Regions from separate parts of the Mus musculus genome. Here region 1 is linked to region 2. Evidence: chromatin contacts called from public promoter capture Hi-C data. All regions are on one chromosome and are shown on one strand. Each heading gives the region's core, a stretch centred on a gene start, on an enhancer-like site or on the middle of the called end of the contact. The rest is flanking DNA. Distances are from core to core; before and after follow the strand shown.

Evidence for each region. Promoter capture Hi-C pulls out the DNA fragments that hold promoters and counts their contacts.
Region 1: a contact with region 2 is called in a promoter capture Hi-C map of epiblast stem cells, with 2.8 times the contacts expected there. The contact joins the enhancer-like site here to the promoter of B3glct in region 2. A contact is called at or near these places in 6 of 39 promoter capture datasets (the HPC-7 cell line, epiblast stem cells, frontonasal cranial neural crest and 3 more) and 1 of 115 datasets of contacts at active chromatin or transcription factors (forebrain).

What each region holds. Positions count from the first base shown.
Region 1 is chr5:149,871,669-149,875,990 of GRCm38.p6, reverse strand. No RefSeq gene overlaps it. Among named protein-coding and RNA genes, the nearest start is that of 4930500F04Rik, 26 kb to the right of the region's middle. Within about 2 kb of position 2,225, at least 12 of the 459 cell types and tissues checked have an H3K27ac peak or open chromatin away from gene starts, as enhancers often do. A contact at or near this core is called in epiblast stem cells and stem cell-derived epiblast-like cells, where this site is marked.
Region 2 is chr5:149,675,856-149,679,750 of GRCm38.p6, reverse strand. It overlaps B3glct (beta-3-glucosyltransferase), which reads right to left and starts at 1,521. Exons shown (of 15, transcript NM_001081204.2): 1 at 1,372-1,521. The coding sequence starts at 1,414.

The sequences.
Region 1 (4,322 bases), core at 976-3,475, 200 kb before region 2:
TCCAACACTAAATCTACCACAACCTCAGGCTTTTCCACTTGGCCTCCTTGTTACCAGATATCACGACTCTGAGACTTAATTATATATTAATAAGTATTTAGGCCATAAGCTTTGGCTTGTTCCCCAACTAGCTCATTACCATGTAACCTACTTACACTATTCAATGTCTTCCACGTGGTTAGTTACCTCTCCTCAGGCTTATGTATCTCCTCAGAGTTCCAGGGTGAATCTCCTGCACCTGACTCTTTCCCAGAATCCTCTCTTTCTCCCTCTCTCTCTGCTGGATGTCCCACCTCCTATTTCCTGCCTCAGCTCATTGGTCATAGGCTTTTTATTGACAAGTGATGGTTCCAATACAGCAATGAGATTCTCTCTAGAGTCTACCATTTCTGCAGTGAATGAGAGGATAATCTCTTACCAGAAACAATGCCACCATGTGTGCAGCCAACTATATGTCTGCATCAATGGTAGGGCAGAACAATCTGTCTTCATCTTGCTCACTGGCTGTCTTCTCAGACATTCACATACTCTCAGATGGGTTTTCATGGGTTCCAAAGGCATGGGGACTTTGACACAGTGATAACTGTCTTAGTCAGGGTTTCTCTTCCTGCCGAAAACATCATGACCAAAAAGCAAGTTGGGGAAGAAAGGGTTTATTCAGCTTACACTTCCACATTGCTGTTCATCACCAAAGGAAGTCAGGACTGGAACTCAGGCAGGTCAGGAAGCAGGAGCTGATGCAGAGGACATGGAGGGATGCTCTTTCCTGGCTTGCTTCCCCTGGCGTACTCAGCTTGCTTTTTTATAGAACCTAAGACTACCAGCCCAGGGATGGTACCACCCACAAGGGGCCCTCCCCCCTTGATCACTAATTTAGAAAAATGCCTTACAGCTGGATCTCATGGAGGCATTTCCTCAAGGGGGGTTCTTTTCTCTGTGATAACTCCAGCCTGTGTCAAGTTGATACATTAAACCAGCCAGTACTGAAACTAATCGTTTTTCTTAATAGTTTGTGCCACATACTGAGCTGAGTCTCTTAGTTATGTCTTAGCTACTATTCTATTGCTATGAAGAAACATCATGAGCAAGGAAAGCTTTATAAATGATTTAATTGGGGGATTGCTTCCATTTCAGAGGGTGAGTTTATGACCATCACTGTGGGAGGTGCGATGCATACAGTCAGGCGTGGTGTTGGAGTGACTCACATACAGACACACAAACATATGGAATTAAAAATAATGAAACTAAATTTCAAATACCTTCTCTTAATGAACTACAATTTTGCCTCAAACAACAAGCCCACAGTAGGTGGTACGTTGGTATGACCTTTTCTTTTTCTTTTTCTTAAAGATTTTATTTATTTGTCATATATATAAATATAATGATGAGCACACTGTTGCTGTCTTCAGATACACCAGAAGAGGGCACCGAATCCCATTACAGATGGTTGTGAGCCACCATGTGGTTGTTGGAGGAATTTGAACTCAGGACCTCTAGAAGAGCAATCAGTGCTCTTAACCACTGAGCCATCTCTCCAGCTCTGGTACAATTTTTCAAATGGGAAAACAGACTGGAAATTTTGCTTTGCTCTACTAGGATCAGCCACACTTCCTGCTTTTATGCAGCACTGGTGTCTGCATTATAGCTATTTGAAGAGTTACTCCCTGATGGCAAAGAGCAGTAGGTGGCAATGTTATCCCTTCCTTCTATCTATCTCGCAGGGACAGTCACACAGAACTCAGAGATGACCTGTCTGTATCATGAAGTCTGTGAAACTGTGCCAGGATGGAACAGTAGTTGTCATAGGTTAGCACAGAACTCTGACCATCTCTTGGCTCTCCTGTTGGACTCTGGGGTCAGATAAATGATCCAAAGCAAGAGTAAGATTCCATGGACCAGAAGTGGGATGGACGTGCTAAACAGTGAGCCAGCTGTGGCAAAGTCACAGGAGGCCTGAAAGCAGGCAGGGATCTGAAGATAAAAATCTGGGAGAGGCTGTGACTTAGAACTCTCCTTACAGGGCAGGCTGCAGGATCCTGAGTTGAAGGCAGAGGTGAGGAGGGGCTCCTTTGAGTCCAGAAAAGAAAACAAAGCAACACAACAGGTGTCTTCCTCGTGCTGAGTACAGAATGAAACTGCCCAGAGTCGTCTCAGCGGGAGCTGTCTCCCTCTCACAGTGAAGCAGGCAGCTGACAGGGTTCCCAGAATCTCTCTCACTCATAGAAGTGAGAAGCACCAGGAGAAGCAGATCTGCGGTTCTAGATGGCGTACCAGTCACCTCTGTTAGCGTTCTGTCTAAACTCCGCCCCCCAGTTACCTGGCAACAGCCAGGTATGCTCCGCCCCACAGTTACCTGGCAATAGCCAGGTATGCTCCGCCCCCCAGTTACCTGGCAACAGCCAGGTAGGCCTGACCCACTATAAAAGGGGCTGCTTGCCCCCTCCTCCCTCTTTTGTCTCTCTTGCTCTCTTGTTTCTTTCTTGCCCTCTTGGGCTCTTCCCTTCCCTCTCCCTTCCTCATTTCCTTCTCCCTCTCTCCATGTGTTCCTGGACGGCCTCCACTTACCTACTCTCCCTCTCTGCCTTTCGCTGCCTCTACAACCTTCTCAACTCCCCTCCCAATGCCCTGAATAAACTCTATTCTATACTATACTATACTATACTATACTATACTATACTATACTATACCGTTGTGTGGCTGGTCCCTCAGGGGGAAGGGATGCCTTGGCATGGGCCTGCGGAGGCACCCCCTTCCCCTATACCTCACCACACCCCTCCATAGAACATATTCCTTCTCTCTCTATCTTTTTATAAACACATCAACCTCCCCAAATCAGATTCCAAGAGACAGCTGACAAAACAGCCTATTAAAACAGGAAGTCACTGAAGAGTGAATTTTGTAGATTATATTTTGCCAAAAGCTTAAAGTGGGAGAAAAGTACTAGAAAAAAAATGAATCATAACTTCTTACTAGAGAAAAATATTCTATAAAGCAGAAACGAGAAGAAATGAAATGTGTACAAGTGACTAGGAAAGAGAGCCAACTTCAAGTATGGAACAAAAACTGGAGTTCTCAATGTATTTATTTATTTACTTTAATCGGGTTTTTTTTGTTTGTTTGTTTTTTGTTTGTTTTGTTTTGTTTTTGAGAAAAACCATGTAGCCCCGGCTATTCCAGAATTCACTATGTAGACAAGCTTGGCCAAGACCTCATAAAGATCCACCTGCCTGTGCCTCCAGAGTGCTGGGACTAAAGGCGTGTGCTACCACTGCTCTGTTGAGTTTTGAACATTTTAAAAATTAGACTAGATCATCTTCAAACGTGGCAGAGCTGAAGGAAGCTGGGTGATTTGGGAAAGAGAGCAGAGGATAAGCCCTGTTCATTTCAGTTCCGTTCATACTAGAAATAAAACACCTAGCAGGTAAGGCCTTCTCTGTAGTAAAAAAAAAAAAAGTATTTAAAAAATCCTGGCACAGGGTTTCTTCCTACCTTAGACCATATTTGCTCCCAGATGAAAGACATACATTGATGTATTTATAAAATGATAAAGAGGGGGGGGTATGTTTTATGGAGGTGTGGTGAGGTACTGGAGGAGGGCGTGCCTCGGCAGGCCCATGCTGAGGCATCCCTTCCCCATGAGGGACCAGCCACACATAGTATAGTATAGAATAGAGTTTATTCAGGGCATGGGGAGGAGAGTTAAGAGGGCAGTAGAGGCAGAGAGAGAGAGTAGAGAACTAGATGAGTAGAGGCTGGTCATGAACACATGGAGAAAGAGGGGGGAAGGGAATGGCAGGGGTGGGGGAAGGAAAGCAAGAGAGAGCAAGAGAGTGAGGAGGGGGCAAGCAGCCCCTTTTATAGTGAGTGGGTCAGGCCTACCTGGCTGTTGCCAGGTAACTGTGGGGGGAGCTTAGACAGAATGCTAGCATATATAGCCTTGTATTTTTTACTATGCAGCACAATAGCTGGTCAATTGCCTCTACACACACACACACACACACACACACACACACACACGCTGTTAGAATCTATTTTCTTACCAATAAGTTATCACTAACTATCTTTTATGTTCCATCTGGGCTGCTCTTAGCTCCCAGCTTCTCCTTATTCCTCCTGCCTTTCTTCCATGGCAGCTTGATTCTTCTCTCTCCTCCTCCCTGCTCCCTCCTCCAAGCCCAGCAAAACTCAACCGGTCTATTTCTCTTCTCTCCAGCCATTGACTGCTGACATCTTTATTTGCCAATCACCAACAACCGAGGACAGGGTCAGATGTCTTATGCTCAGACTCCCTCATTGGGGCAAACAGTCTTAGGGGCCCCAGA
Region 2 (3,895 bases), core at 272-2,771:
TAAAGAGTCATTCGCAATGACTTTATAACTTTTTTTCCACATCATCTTAGCTGAAAGGGGGAGGAAACGGCCTCCAGAAAACGGGAAGAAAGGAACAGGCAACTGGACTGCCTGGGACCAGTTCTCTGATTTTCCCGGAGGCCTCAAGGTTCCGCGGGGCACCCCGGTCCTCCCTCCCCTCCTTGCCCAACTGCATTAGGAGGAAGGCAGGCCAAGTTTGTAGGTTCCTAGGGAGTGGTACACAAAGAGAGGAGGTCTCTGGGAAATTGCAGGAGCTGAGGGTACAGGGTGGGGGTGACGCAAGGGATACGGGGAGGGGGGCGCGCCTTGGGGCGTGCTAATGGCTGTATCAGGGTTCTGTAAAGCTGGGTAGGGTCTCAAGGAACACACGATGGGATGCATGGAGTATTTAAGGCAAAACGGTGTGTGCTTGACTGGGGCGATGGGCGGGGGTGGGGGTGGGGTGTAGATAGTGGGACACCGGTCATGCACAGCAGGAGATCCAGGGTACATACGGAGGAGTGGGAAAAGGGGTGCCCATGGCCGAGTGCAGGTTGTCCACAACAGGAGGTACAGGGTGCACAGGGCGGAACACGGGGGATGCACAAGGTAGAGAGCGGGGTGCACACAGTGGGATGCGGGGTATGCACGGTGAGGTGGGATACGGTATTCAAGGTCGGGAGGGGTGAAACTTGGGATATGCACCTCCAGGCACTGGGAATGCACATGGAGGATCGAGGGGTGTGCACAAGGTGGGGCGCGGGGATGCACATCTAGGGGTATGGGATGCACAACTATGGGACCCATGAGTGCACAGCTGTGGGACACAGGGGCACACGGTAGAGAGCAGGGGGTGTACGGCCGGGCACGGAGTAAGCACAAGCAGAGGGTGCACACGGTGGGGCGCACGGAGTGTACACAGTGGGGCGCAGAGTGCACACGGCGGGCCGTGGCATGAATGCCGTGGGGCGTAGGATAGCTACGGTGGAGTGCGGAGTGCACACCGCGGAGCGCGGCAAGCATTCGGCGGGGCGCTGGGGGCGCACAGGGCGGGGTGCTCATAGTGGGGCGCGAGGTGTGCACCGCAGGGCGCACGGGCGGCGCGCAGGGGCGGGAAAGGCGCGGCCTCTTGTAAAGTTTCTAGCAGTTGCGCGGCTCTGGCTCCCGACCCGGCCGCGCCCTCCCCACCAGCCCGCGTGCCCCGGCGGAAGGAGGCGGAGATGGAGAGGGCGCGGGCCGAGGGTGGCGCCACTAGAGGGCGCTGCGGCCGGGACGGGGCGGGACGGGGCGGGCGGCAGCCGGAACCGCGCGGGGGTGGCCAGCAGCCCCGGGACTCCCTCCCCGCGCCCGCCCGGGCCGCTCGCTACTTACCCGCGGAGCAGCTGAACAGCGCCAGCAGCGCGGGAGGCCGCATCCCGGAGGCAGAGGCTCCGCGCCCTTCCCGGAGCCGAGCTGCGCGGACGCCCTGCGCGCCTGACCCTTCTCGCGCTCCCCTCCTCCTTCCCGGCGCCGCGCCGGCTCGGGCTGCGCCCTCTGGCGGCCGGGATCGGGAGCGCCCCGGTGTACGCTCGCAACCGGCGCGGTTGTAGGTGGTCCTGCTGCCCAGCTGGACCGCGCCCTCCTCTGGGCATCTGACCTCAGAGCTTCTTTTCTGACCCTCTGACAAACTCTGCCGTCATGCCCTTCGCTTCCCAGAACTTCTTTCCCCATCCCTAGCAGTAGATCACCCTTACTGTCCTCAAAGTGAAGGAAGAAGGATCGTTTTTTTCTTCCCTGCTAATGGACTATCTTCAGTTTTTATAAAAAGCAAAATCGATAATTCAACTCTTAATATTGTTGGCACCGATGTTCTACTTTGATGAAGGTGTTTTTAATCAGCTCAACTAATTTACTTAATATCCTCTTCTTAAATGGAATTTGATTAATAGCTTTGGCCCGGAGTTTTGCTCTTAATAGATGTTGGTGTAAAGCTAAATTTTTATTAATGTTATTTTGAGTGTTCACTGTGATGGAAGAGAGAGGGTATTCAAGATACTTGATGAAAATGAATCAATTAAGAACACAGAGAAGAGTGAGGTGGAAAAGTCACATAAGCAGAGTTCCTTCCAGCACAGAATCCTGAAGGGTCTCCCTCCCACCCTGGAAGAGTTCCACCTGAGGACCTTACAGTTACATTGTAGTGAACCAAAGAGGGAAACAATTACAGGGAAGAATTAGAGGGACCCTTCCCAGAAACACAGTTTCTCCTGCATCTCCAAGGATGTAAAAAAGACTGACTGAGCAACCCTGGCTTGTGTTTAGATGATGCGAGGCTAGAGGGCAGCTAGAGTTGCCTTTCAGCCACTGTGGTCACAGGACAAATGACTCACCGAACATCTCCCCCAACCACAGGTAGTAAAACTCTAGGGCAAGCCTGCTCATAAAGACTTTGGCAGTCATATTTCTTAGTTTCTGTGTGTTTCTTGTTGACTGGTGCCAGTCTCTTGACTGATGAAGACCAGCGCTACAGTTTTTCCAAATTCTTGGTTGGCTGCTTTAACTCCTTGGGCTTTCTTGGGAAGTTCTAAAGCTGATAGACAGTTTCCCATTGCTAAAGTTTTCTAGCATTCTCCTAGGAAATATTCCTTCCCTTTGTTAGACACCGTACCTATAAACAAGATGTAAATAGAGAGAAAAATCTAGTAGCCAAGTAACACAACTGAGGACCCTACTTTGGTAGCAAACAACTTTGAGGGCTTAGTGGATCAGACTTTTCATTGAAATTATCCTGGAAGGATGGAGAGGTGACTCAGTGATTAAGACCATGTACTACTCTCCTGGAGGGCCTGAGTTCCATTCCTACATCCACATTTGTTGGCTTATGACTGCCAGTAACTCAAACTCCAGAGTGGCCGATCCGATGATCCATCTGATGCCTCTGGCTTCTGCAGATACTGGCATCTCACGCACAGGCCTACACATAGGGTTACACATCTGCACATAAGTAAAAGTCAATCAAATACAAATTTTTAATTGAAATTTTCATCATGATCCAACATGACTGTATTCCAGGAGGAGTGTAGGAGATTGGACGGTAAGGGCGAGAGCCCATCCTTTAAGTAATAAACTTGCCTGTCTTCAGCATCTTCACAGAGGACAATGACAAATGACACATCACACAGCTCCATGACTCAAGTTTGAGGAAAGGACTGCCTTTCTGTGATTCTGGCCATATGATAAATAGACTCCCTGGGCGTCCTCCCCCATCACTAGGAGAAAAAGCTCTCAAAGCCAACCTGCTCGAAGTGGTACTGACAGACACACAATGAGGCTTGCCTGTGACACCCACTGTGAGGGGACAGTTTCCCACAGGAGAAAAATAAATCTCAGTTACTCCAAGAGAGTAACATGAGGAACAGCGGGCCATAGCTCCATTCCCATGGGATCCTCACCTCTTCATCTGAGTCGTCACCACCGTGCTAGTTTCTAGGACTGTCCAACTTTCCTTGTTTAAGGATAGGGTGAGAAGCCCCAGCTAGTACAAGCTATCTCCTGTCAAGAACCTCACAGAGAAAAAGATCAGACAGGCTGGTGGTTTTTAAAATTATTAAAATGTAAGTAACTTAAAGCAATCTGTACAACTACCCAAGGAAAACAACATAAGTACATATCCATACAGTCATTGGTAGCCAACCGTCTAATTAGCAACTTCTTTATGAATAGATGGTTTGTGATCTGAGGACAACAGCAGGCTCAAATGATCACGTACTGTTGGCTGACGGGCCTTGTGCAAGGCTGTGAGCCATATACGTGGCACTGAGCCCAAGAATTCCCTAGTCCAGTTAGAGAGACAGAAGAATGTCCATAACCTGCTGTGTAGTCGATGCTTTAGCACAGGCACACGAAAGGAACACTC